3 separate regions of the Macaca mulatta genome follow, and all the other regions are linked to region 2. The links are chromatin contacts, called in public Hi-C maps. All regions are on one chromosome and are shown on one strand. The core of a region is the stretch at or near the end of the contact, and the rest is flanking DNA. Distances in the headings are between cores, read along the strand shown. Region 1 holds the start of GXYLT1 (glucoside xylosyltransferase 1). Region 2 holds the start of YAF2 (YY1 associated factor 2). Region 3 holds the start of PPHLN1 (periphilin 1).

Region 1 (3,026 bases), core at 492-2,991, 93 kb after region 2:
TGGAAGGATTTAGCATTCTCGTGATTCTTATTTGCCTGTCCTGCCTTTGAGAGCAGTACACTCCTTTATTTCTGAATACTCTGCATCCGAGCCCCTTGTCTGGCATGTAGAATATGTTCAATAAATGTTTATTGAATGCATAAATGTATGTTCTCATTCTCTTTACACATCTCGATAGCATGCTAATTTTCATTTTTTATCAGGTAAAGTAAGAAGGGGAGGAAGTTGAACCTTAAATTTGTTCAGTGACTTTCTCATGGTCACAGAACCACTACTTTTTTGGTATAGGGAGCCAAGGATCCAAATGGAAACTGCTACTATATTGAGCATTTCCCCACCTTGTATTTCATGGTGAAACTTGTCAACTCCCCAGATGCAATTTCAGCAGTTAAACGCATGATTTTTCCCTATGAATGTGTGTTTGTGTGTGTGTGTGTATTTTGAAGCCTCCCTTCCCTCACTTTTTGGCACTGGTGCTGCTTTCTGCTTCCAATCTCTCCTCTAGCTGTTTCAGCCTCCACACTACAGCCAGAGTCTGCTCTCTAAAATGCAAATGTGATCATGTTACTTCCCTATTTAAAAACCCTTCAATGGTTCACTAGTGTCTTGCAGATTAAATTCAAACTCCTAGGTGTGCTAAACAAAGCATTCAAATATCTGGCCACTTCTACGCTCTTATCGCTCGTCATATCCTCTCTTGCATTCACTTAGCTGGTGGTATCAAACTTCTCACGGTTCCCTACACAGGAGCCTGTTTATTGATCCTTCAGCCTGGAATTACTTCCCTTAACCGACTCAAGACTCTAGCGGCACCTTTGCTATGAAGTCTCTCTTGACCACACTCGCAGACAGAACTGATTGTTCCTTTGTGTGTGTCCCTTACAGGCCTGGATCTTAAGTCTGTATCATTGTGTTGCGCTTATTTACAAGTATCCGCTGTCCCACCCACGCTCCAGTTAGGCTTCTTTATACCCCTAGGTACTCACACAGCGCTTGGCCCAAGTGATGCTTTATAAATGGTCAATGAATGAACGTAGTGGAAACAGCTGAAGAAGAGGGAGAAGAACTGGGGAAGAAAGGAGAAGCTCTGTGGGGAGAATACTAATTGTTTTGCACATGCAAATAATGAGTTGTGAGGGAGGTCAAAAAGGTCAAAGGGAAGAGCCCTGCAGTACAGGAACTGTCTGCTGGCAGGCAAGGTCCGCATACCAAACACACGAAGCAATGAGCTTATCTGAGTGAAAATGGCTCGTGCACATTCTAGTATCACAGAAACTTACAGGCTGGGGGAGGATGGAGAGGAAAGTGGCCTAGTCAAGTGCCTTCTAAGTGCTAGGCGGTTTTCGTGCGTTAAACAGTTTAATCTTTACAACCACCCCACGATGAGGATAGTAGCTCCATTTTAGGGACGAAGAAACATGCTCAGAGAATTTAGGTTACCCAGTGTCACAAACCACCATGTGGAAGGACCATAATTAGAATTTAGGTCAACTGCCTCCAGAGCCGAGGCTTTCGCTCCACCTCTCTCGGCGGTCGAGACCCACTGGGCTCCAAGTCACCTGCGCGTCAGCCTGCGCTCACTCTTCCCCGCAAGCGCGCCGCGTTCCGCGCGCCCACTCCGCCCCAGGCGCGCCAGCCCTGCGTCCCTCCCACGCGATCTGCGCCGGCGCGTCCAGCCCTCCCGCCCGGGGGAGAGGCGGGGCTGCGTCGCTGCGGCTGACCCATGGGCGCACGGCGGCAGAGGCGGCGTCCGGGCTTCCGGGCGGGTTGTCAGCCGGCTCTGGCGCCGCGGCTGCGCTCGCCTAGGTGGTGGGCGGGGAGGGAAGGAAGGGAGCGGGTGCAAGGCGGCGGCCGCGGCGGCGGCGGCGGGGGAGGAACTTGTTGCGCCCGCAGCTGCGCGGTGCCGCTCCCTCAGCTCCAGTTCGCCCGGGCGGGCGCGGCGGCGGCGGAGACTGAGGATCGCGGCCGGGGCGATGCGGCGCTACCTGCGCGTCGTCGTGCTGTGTTTGGCCTGCGGCTTCTGCTCGCTTCTTTACGCTTTCAGTCAGCTCGCCGTTTCCCTGGAAGAAGGAGCGGGTGGCGGTGGCGGGAAGCCGCAGGCCGCGGTGGCTTCCTGGCTCGCGGGCGGCGGACGCGGCGCCGTGAGAGGCACGGGCGGCGCGGGCCCCGCAGCGCATCCCGGCGGGTCGGGCAGGTACGGGCAGTTCCCGGTGGGGGACGCGGCGGGCGCAGGGCGCGGGCTCGGCCTGGCCCGGGCTGCTCGCGGGTCGGCGCCGCGCCTCCCGCGTCTTTCCTGCGGTTTCTGACCCCTCACTGATTTCCCTCCTTCCCCTCCGGCCGGGACTAAACCAGCGCTGCTCCCGCCTGAGAGTGTCCCACACTTTTTGTGTTTGTCTTTTGACCCAGTCATGCGCCCTTTAAAGCAGTTAGAAATTAATTTTCAGTTTTTTAAAAAAAGGATTCTTTGAAAATAAGAAGTGTTCACAAAAGCCTTGCTGCTGCCTGGCTAGTGAGAATTCCTTCTTGTTTCAGTGGAGTTCAAGTTGAGATATTTAAACATGAGGCTGGCGCCCTAGTTCAGTGTTGAAGGATTGTGCGTGTATGTGTGTGTGTTTTGTCTCTCATGCTGATTTTGCTGTGTTAACGCTTACACTTTTAAGCATTAGCCACGGTTAAATTTGGAAATGGCATTTGTGCGGGTTGTGAAATTTTCTTTTGGAAACACTATCTTTCTTGACAAATCGGTATTTAAAAAGCGACGTAATGACCTAGGTGGCTTTGCACAAATCACTGCCAGAGTAGGAATCGACACGAGATTTAAATAGAAAAAAAAATGTTTCTGTCAACGCATTATGAATGCTTGAAATCTGAGCGTTTACACTGCCTTGCAACATGGACACTTCCACCTTATGTATGGGCACCTCTCTGGCAACGACTGAAGTGCTCCCTACCAAGACTTGGCAAATGCTGCTTTGATACAGAAAAGTATAGGATTTGTCTGGAGAGGGAGTGTAGGTCAGCTGTGG
Region 2 (3,126 bases), core at 497-2,996:
TGCTAAAAAAAATTATTTATTTATTTATTTAGAGGCGGAGTCTCGCTCTGTCGCCCAGGCTGGAGTGCAGTGGCACGATCTCGGCTCACTGCACCCTCCGACTCCCGGGTTCAAGCAATTCTCTCTGCCTCAGCCTCCCGAGTAGTTGAGATTACAGGCACCCGCCACCACGCCAGGCTAATTTTTGTATATTTTTTAGTAGAGATGGGGTTTCACCAAGTTGGCCAGGCTGGTCTTGAACTCCTGACCTCAGGTGATCCGCCCGCCTCCACCTCCCAAAGTGCTGGGATTACACACGTGAGCCACCGCGCCCGGCCAAAAAATATTATTTTATTATTAATCGCACAACAATCTCATATAGATGCCATTCAGAAGATGAAAACGTTGAGAATTACAGAAATTAAGCAATACTTCCAAGATCTATCAGCTAAGAAACAGGGGAAGCAGGCTGAGAACCCTGGACTTCTGACTGTACCATTTCCTTTGTAGTTTAGCTATGAAATTATCATTTTACATGAATTCGGAATTGATGTAAACCTAGAAAGATGGACAGAAACAGCACTGTTAAAGAGGGATCTAGTTTATGCAGAAGTAACCCATGTGCATTGTCAGGAGACAGCTTTTCTCATGGGAGAGGGATGCAGAGGTAGGGAAAATGTGTGAAGCCTTTAAATGCCAGGCTAAGGAGTGTGGGAGTCGTTAGTGGTTCTTGATCAGAGTGGTGGCATAATATTAACAGCATTTTATTATTCATCTGGTTGTGGACTACTGAATCGATTGGGGAGGTGGAAGTGGAGCTTCGGAGACCAGTTTGATGGCTGTTGCTGGAGTCTGGAGTATGAGGACCTTTATTTAGTATATTGAGGTAAAGAGACCTGGGAAGGTGTTCTTTTGTTAGCAGACAGCGTTGAGGGGACATGCAAACTCCTTATATTTAAAAAGGCCTTATGAGTATGTATTGGGTTTCTTTCAAAAGCAGCTACTGCAGAGGCCTGAGAGGCCAAAAGGGCGCCTTTGGAATTAGAGCAGAGTTAGACTCCTGGCTTTGTCATTTTCTAATTATGTAGCCCAGAGGAAGTCACCTAACCTCTCTTGAGTCTTGATTTCGATTCCTATAAGTTAGGGGTGACAAGCCCTACTTGTTTGAGCATCTGTGTAGCGCTTTAAGGCATCTAGCAATGGCGCTGCGTGTTGGTTCCCGCCTTCCCCGTGGTGTCCTGCAGGCGGGGACTGAGTAGCTAAGGACGGCGGCCAGGAAAGTCGTTCTACCTGGAGACCCCGGGCTGGCACTTCTGTCCAGACCTGGACAGGCCTCCGAATGCCAGACCTTGGACCAGGCTTCGCACGGGATGACTGAGCATCCCAAGCCAGTCGGTGGGACAGATATTTTCCTCCTCAGAGGGGCTCTGGAGCGCGCGGCAGTCCCTGGCAGCCGTGGGTACCGAGAAGGCGACAGGGCAACAGTGCGGAGAGGCGGCGCCGGCTCCCGAGGCCGAGGCGTCCACCTCCGCACCGCCCGCCGGCTAACTCGCCGCGGGTGCTGGGCCGCGCTGGCCGCGTTTGAAGTCTCCGGCGCGGCTGCTGGTTGGCGGGCGCGGGTCACGTGCGCCCAGGCAGGAGTTTCCCCGACAGCTGGAGGCTGCGTGGGATCCGGCGGCGGCTCCGGAGCGCGGCGGTGCGGCCTTCCCCGCCCCCTTCCTCCCTCCTCCCCCGCCCGCTTCCGCCCGGCTTATTATCCTCCTTATTGACAAACAGAGCGGCCGCGGCGGCGACTCTCAGCGTGCGTTGATAGCCAAGCCATGGGAGACAAGAAGAGCCCCACCAGGTAACAGCGCCCGGGCCCCGGGGCCCGGACTGTGCGGGCGGCAGGGCCCTGGTGCAGGGCTTCGGGTGGCTGCCTCGCTCGCCGCCCGGGCACCGGGGCGAGCACGGGGGCGGCGCCGCTGGTGTGCGAGTGCTGCCGCGTGAGGGGGCCGGCGCCGGCCGCCCCACAATGGAGCCGCGATGGCGGCGGCTACCGGAGCGGCAGCCCGGGTGTCAGAGCGGCTGTGGCGGCGGCGAGTGCGGCCGGGCTCGCGCCCTGCCTCTTCCTGACTTCCTTCCCCCTTGGAGCCGGAGCGCGGCGCGCCGAGGGCCCGCCGGGGGCCCGCCGGGCGGGGGTCGCGGAATTGGGGCGGGGGGCGGGGCGGGGGCGGCCGCGGGGCCCGGGCGCCGGGCGCGGCCTGCTGGTGACCCCGCGCCGCGTCGTGTCCGGGTTGTGTCCTGCAGGCCGAAGCGGCAGCCGAAGCCGTCCTCGGATGAGGGTTACTGGGACTGTAGCGTCTGCACCTTCCGGAACAGCGCCGAGGCCTTCAAGTGCATGATGTGCGATGTGCGGAAGGGCACCTCCACCCGGTGAGTCCCAGGCCTGCCCCGCGCGCCGCCGGCTGGCGGGGTGACGACCAGGGGACGCCCCTGCGGCTGCCGCCCCCTCCCATGACATTCGCGGACCCGGCGGGAGGAGGCGAGACGGAGGTGGCTGTGGCGATAGGAACTGGGTCACATTGATCGCAACCCAGGCGATGGTTTGCGGTGAGGGGTAATTGAAGAGGCTGTAAGGTTTTTTGCTGCCAAGAGAGAATAAATTATTTATGGGAGGCATTAGCTACTGCGATTTAATTCGTATCGCCGTGTGTAATGTCCCTCTCCCCACTCTGGGTATAAAAATGTTGGCTGCATTGTTGTGTTAGTGTGTAGGGATCAAGGAAAACCCATAAAATCCTCTTTAGGAGCAAAGGATGTAATTTAATTTCGTTCCTAAAAAAAGAAAACTATCTGATTGCAGAATACACAATATATTAAACTTCTTTTCTATATGGACTTCTGGAAGGGTCAGATCAAGGTTTTATTTAGTGTTTTTATTCCAGTTCTCTAATATTTTATAAATAAGTAGTTGGAGATGAGCCCAGTCACAGGAACAGATTTTTACTGAAAGTACCTGCATATCTTTAGTTTGATTAAATGGCAGTCTCTTAGACAAATGAGATGAAAAGATCTCTGCCCATTTTCAGACTTTATTTATTGTAAGCTTGCAGTATAATAACTCTGTTTTTTAAAAAACGACTTTGAATTAAGTGGATAAAGAAA
Region 3 (3,388 bases), core at 526-3,025, 96 kb before region 2:
AGGATCATATTCTCACAGAGCCACAACCAGCTGTAGCTGAGTGGCAGGTGACCCCTTTTATGGGTGAAGTATTCATTAACGTTAACTGTCTGATCTCTGAGACCATACCTTCAGCACCTGCAATCATTCAAGAAATACCTGACTGTCTTATGTGCCAAGAACAGTATTAGCTACTAGAGTAACAAAGACCAACAAGACAAACACAGTCCCTCACCGATAGCCTCGCTTAGTAGGGATGGTAAAGAAACAAGCAATTAGGATACGTGTGATAAATGCCGTAAGGGAAGTGCAGGGCAGCTAAGAGTACACAGCAAAAATACCTAACTCTATGGAAGTTAGGGAATACCCCTCAAGTAAAGTGACAGCTAAACTCAGATCTTTAGTAGAAGTTATCCAGAAAAAGGCAAGAGGGAACAGGGAGCTCAAATGTCCCAGAGAGACAAAAGAGCCTTTGTGAAGATACTGAGGGAAGACAGTATTTTAAGGAATTGAAATCAGTTCAACATGGCTACAGCCATGCCCAAATTTTAAATGCAGGGTCAGAGAAAGGGCTCAACTGAAATGGCTGGCAGGAAAAGCTACGTGTTATCAATAGTAAAGGTTAGGAGATGAAAGAGAATTTCACTAAAGAAGTTGAATACGTAAAATAGTTTAAGCAGGAAATAGATGTTTCAGAAAGCACAGATGGGGGTGTTGAGGGGTTAAATGGGGAAGAAACGAAGAAGTAGTGATAGCCTAAGTCGAAAGGAAGCACAAAGCAGCATGGAAATGAGACTATAGCACAGAAGACCAAAGAGGCTTACATCTTGTGCGGTAACCAAGGATAACAGGGATGTAATGCATAGTAGGTTTGGCCGGCCACAAGTTTGCCAAGAGACTTAGTCCCAGCGGTCCCCTGGCGGCCACGGAGGTATTCAGGCCTCTCAAAATTCAGCTGCGCCCTGGATGGATTGCACTTCCGTCCCTCTAGAAGACATCGGCTTCACTCTGGATAGATTGTGCAGGCTCCAGGCGAGGCTCTGGGTTCCAGGCTGCTAGAACGCAGGCTCCCAGGGAGTGGTTAGAGGCCTGGTCTGTATGTGCTGGTGGGCAGAAGTATAAACTACCTTGCATTATGTTCTGATTTTTCTGTAGGAATGATGGGCACGTTATGGCCTCTTACAGAAAAAGCAGTGCGTAGCCATTATAGATTTACAGGAAGAGAAAAGGTGCCAAGAAGTTCAACATTTGTCCATACCCACGCTAAAGATGAGTCATTCTGTGAATCTAACTCTCCCCAAGTTGTCCTTGTCTCCCCAACTAGACTGAGATCTCCACCAGAAAACAAAACAAACCAAAAAAAAAGGTCCGTTTATTTTGTAGTTCCCAAAGTGCCTAATAGCTGGGTACGGCGAACACCTTCAGTACAATTACGAACTTCCTGACTGCTCTCGGGTTACTGAAGTTACCTAGCTCAGTCTTCTTTTTGCATATTAAGGCGCTACAGAGAGGCGAACCCGTATCTTAAGACTCAATACTTCCCTTTATTCCAAACTCCACTGCGTCTCTCCACCCTCAACCGCATGGGCAGAATTGCTGCACAATTCAAAGGCAGGGGAATCCAGGACCCGACACAGAAAACTCCCGCCTGCCCCCGCTAAACCCCCAGCGTTTAGCAGCCCGCACTCGCTCTGCATCCATCTCTGGGAAAGGTAAAAGTCGCTCACCGACTCTGGCCCTCCGAGACACCCCGTAAACGTAGTCGTCCGCTCGCCGCCGTTATCCCAGTAGGCACTTCCGGCGCGCGCATTGACGTCAGCGAAGCGCTCGCCTCTGGGCCCGCCTTCGGGGCCCGGATCTGAAACAACCGGGAAGAGGCACCGTGGCTGCTACCATCTGGTCCCCGCGCCTGACCCCTCCCAGGACTCGTGATGCCAAGGCCGCTGCGAGCGGCTACGAAGAGTCGGGGTTGAGCCCCAGCTGAGCTGAGGGCTCGCACTCTTCTGGTCTCCCAGGCCCACCCCACGTGAAGGTAAACGCCTCCTCAGCTGCGGCCTTCTTTTCTGCGGGACCCCCTCCCCAGACTCGGCTGCCAAAATGCTCTGCCCCTCTCTCCTGCCACCCTTTTTATTCCAGGACCTTAACGTCTACCTGCCTTCGCGGCTCTCAGCAGAACGTCTAAGGCATAGTTTCAAATGAGAAACTTTTAAAAAGCGACCTATCTATGTTGAGTTCCTGAAGTTTTCTAAATAATTCCCCCAAAACACCAAACATGAGGCAGTTTTCTCATTCCTTCACGAATTGGCATGCCTTAGAGTCAGTACTTTTCCATTTGTGATGGTTCGTCCCCCATCTCAAATACACACCACACGCTCTTTTTAAATCAGAAATTTGAATTTGGTTGAGTCTGATATTCTCACAGTAATTTGCTGACTTTGTAAGATAAGGTGTGAAAATTAATTACTGATTACATTTGTAAATTTTATATACATATACACACATACATACAAGTCCGTCTCTTCCAGGCACCAAGCCTATTTATATAATGTATCATTTCATAATTTGGCAATAAGCAAAGTTAACATTTCGAAAGAAGTTTATATTGTCAATGCGTAAAGCTTAAATTTCCTCCTTAATATCATACTAAATGGGGAAAAGAAAATTTTCCTCTTTACACACCACTCCAGAGAAAAAAAAATTAAGACAAACAAAAAAGGTACCCAGCCATAGTACAGGCATGCACAGCATAACAACTTTTTGGTTAACAACAAACCACATATACCACAGTGGTCTCCTAAGAGTATAATACATTGTACCATGTTTTTAGTGCACCTTTTCTGTCTTTAGCTACGTAAATATTTACCATTGTGTTTCAATTGTCTACATTATTCACTACATTAACATGCTATACAGGTTGCAGCCTAAGAGCAATAGGCTAGACCATCTAAGTTTGTCTCAGTACACCCTATGATGTTTGCGCTATGAAATCACGTAACACACTCAGAACATACCTCCTTCGTTAAGCGTAGCATGACTGTGTATTAGCAAAAATCAGTGACTAAGGTTCTTTCTGAGTCCCCATGCTCTTTCTGATCTGGGTGAGCAAGGTGTAGGTATTGTCCATATACAATACATATGCATTAAAGCATTTTTTGCTCATAGTCTGAGTGGAAGTTAGGAGTAGCCTTAGGGTTTTTCCTTCATCTATTTAAAACCCATCTCCATACCCATACAGTCTGGCACTGAAAGTGTTGATGTAAAGAATACTTGAAAGAAGAAGAACCAAAAAAGAATTTTTCTTGAGTGGTGACTGGGAAAAAGGAATTCCTTAATTCAGCCTGCTGGAGTTCCTAACTTGTAAGGAAGGTGTACAAATCTGGCATAGTTAAATCGGTGATTGTTAATACTG

The links. A called contact is a pair of places that touch in the nucleus more often than the background predicts.
Region 1: a contact with region 2 is called in a Hi-C map of fetal cortex germinal zone, with 2.4 times the contacts expected there. The contact joins the promoter of GXYLT1 here to the promoter of YAF2 in region 2. A contact is called at or near these places in 4 of 14 Hi-C or Micro-C datasets (cortical neurons, fetal cortex germinal zone, fetal cortical plate and 1 more).
Region 3: a contact with region 2 is called in a Hi-C map of fetal cortex germinal zone, with 2.1 times the contacts expected there. The contact joins the promoter of PPHLN1 here to the promoter of YAF2 in region 2. A contact is called at or near these places in 4 of 14 Hi-C or Micro-C datasets (cortical neurons, fetal cortex germinal zone, fetal cortical plate and 1 more).

Annotation. Positions count from the first base shown.
Region 1 is chr11:49,080,957-49,083,982 of T2T-MMU8v2.0, reverse strand. GXYLT1 (glucoside xylosyltransferase 1) reads left to right here and starts at 1,741. Exons shown (of 8, transcript NM_001193857.2): 1 at 1,741-2,194. The coding sequence starts at 1,974.
Region 2 is chr11:49,173,452-49,176,577 of T2T-MMU8v2.0, reverse strand. YAF2 (YY1 associated factor 2) reads left to right here and starts at 1,746. Exons shown (of 4, transcript NM_001266167.1): 1 at 1,746-1,825; 2 at 2,269-2,394. The coding sequence starts at 1,800.
Region 3 is chr11:49,268,794-49,272,181 of T2T-MMU8v2.0, reverse strand. It overlaps PPHLN1 (periphilin 1), which reads right to left and starts at 1,775. Exons shown (of 13, transcript XM_077953921.1): 1 at 1,707-1,775. It overlaps ZCRB1 (zinc finger CCHC-type and RNA binding motif containing 1), which reads left to right and starts at 1,863. Exons shown (of 8, transcript NM_001195521.1): 1 at 1,863-2,011.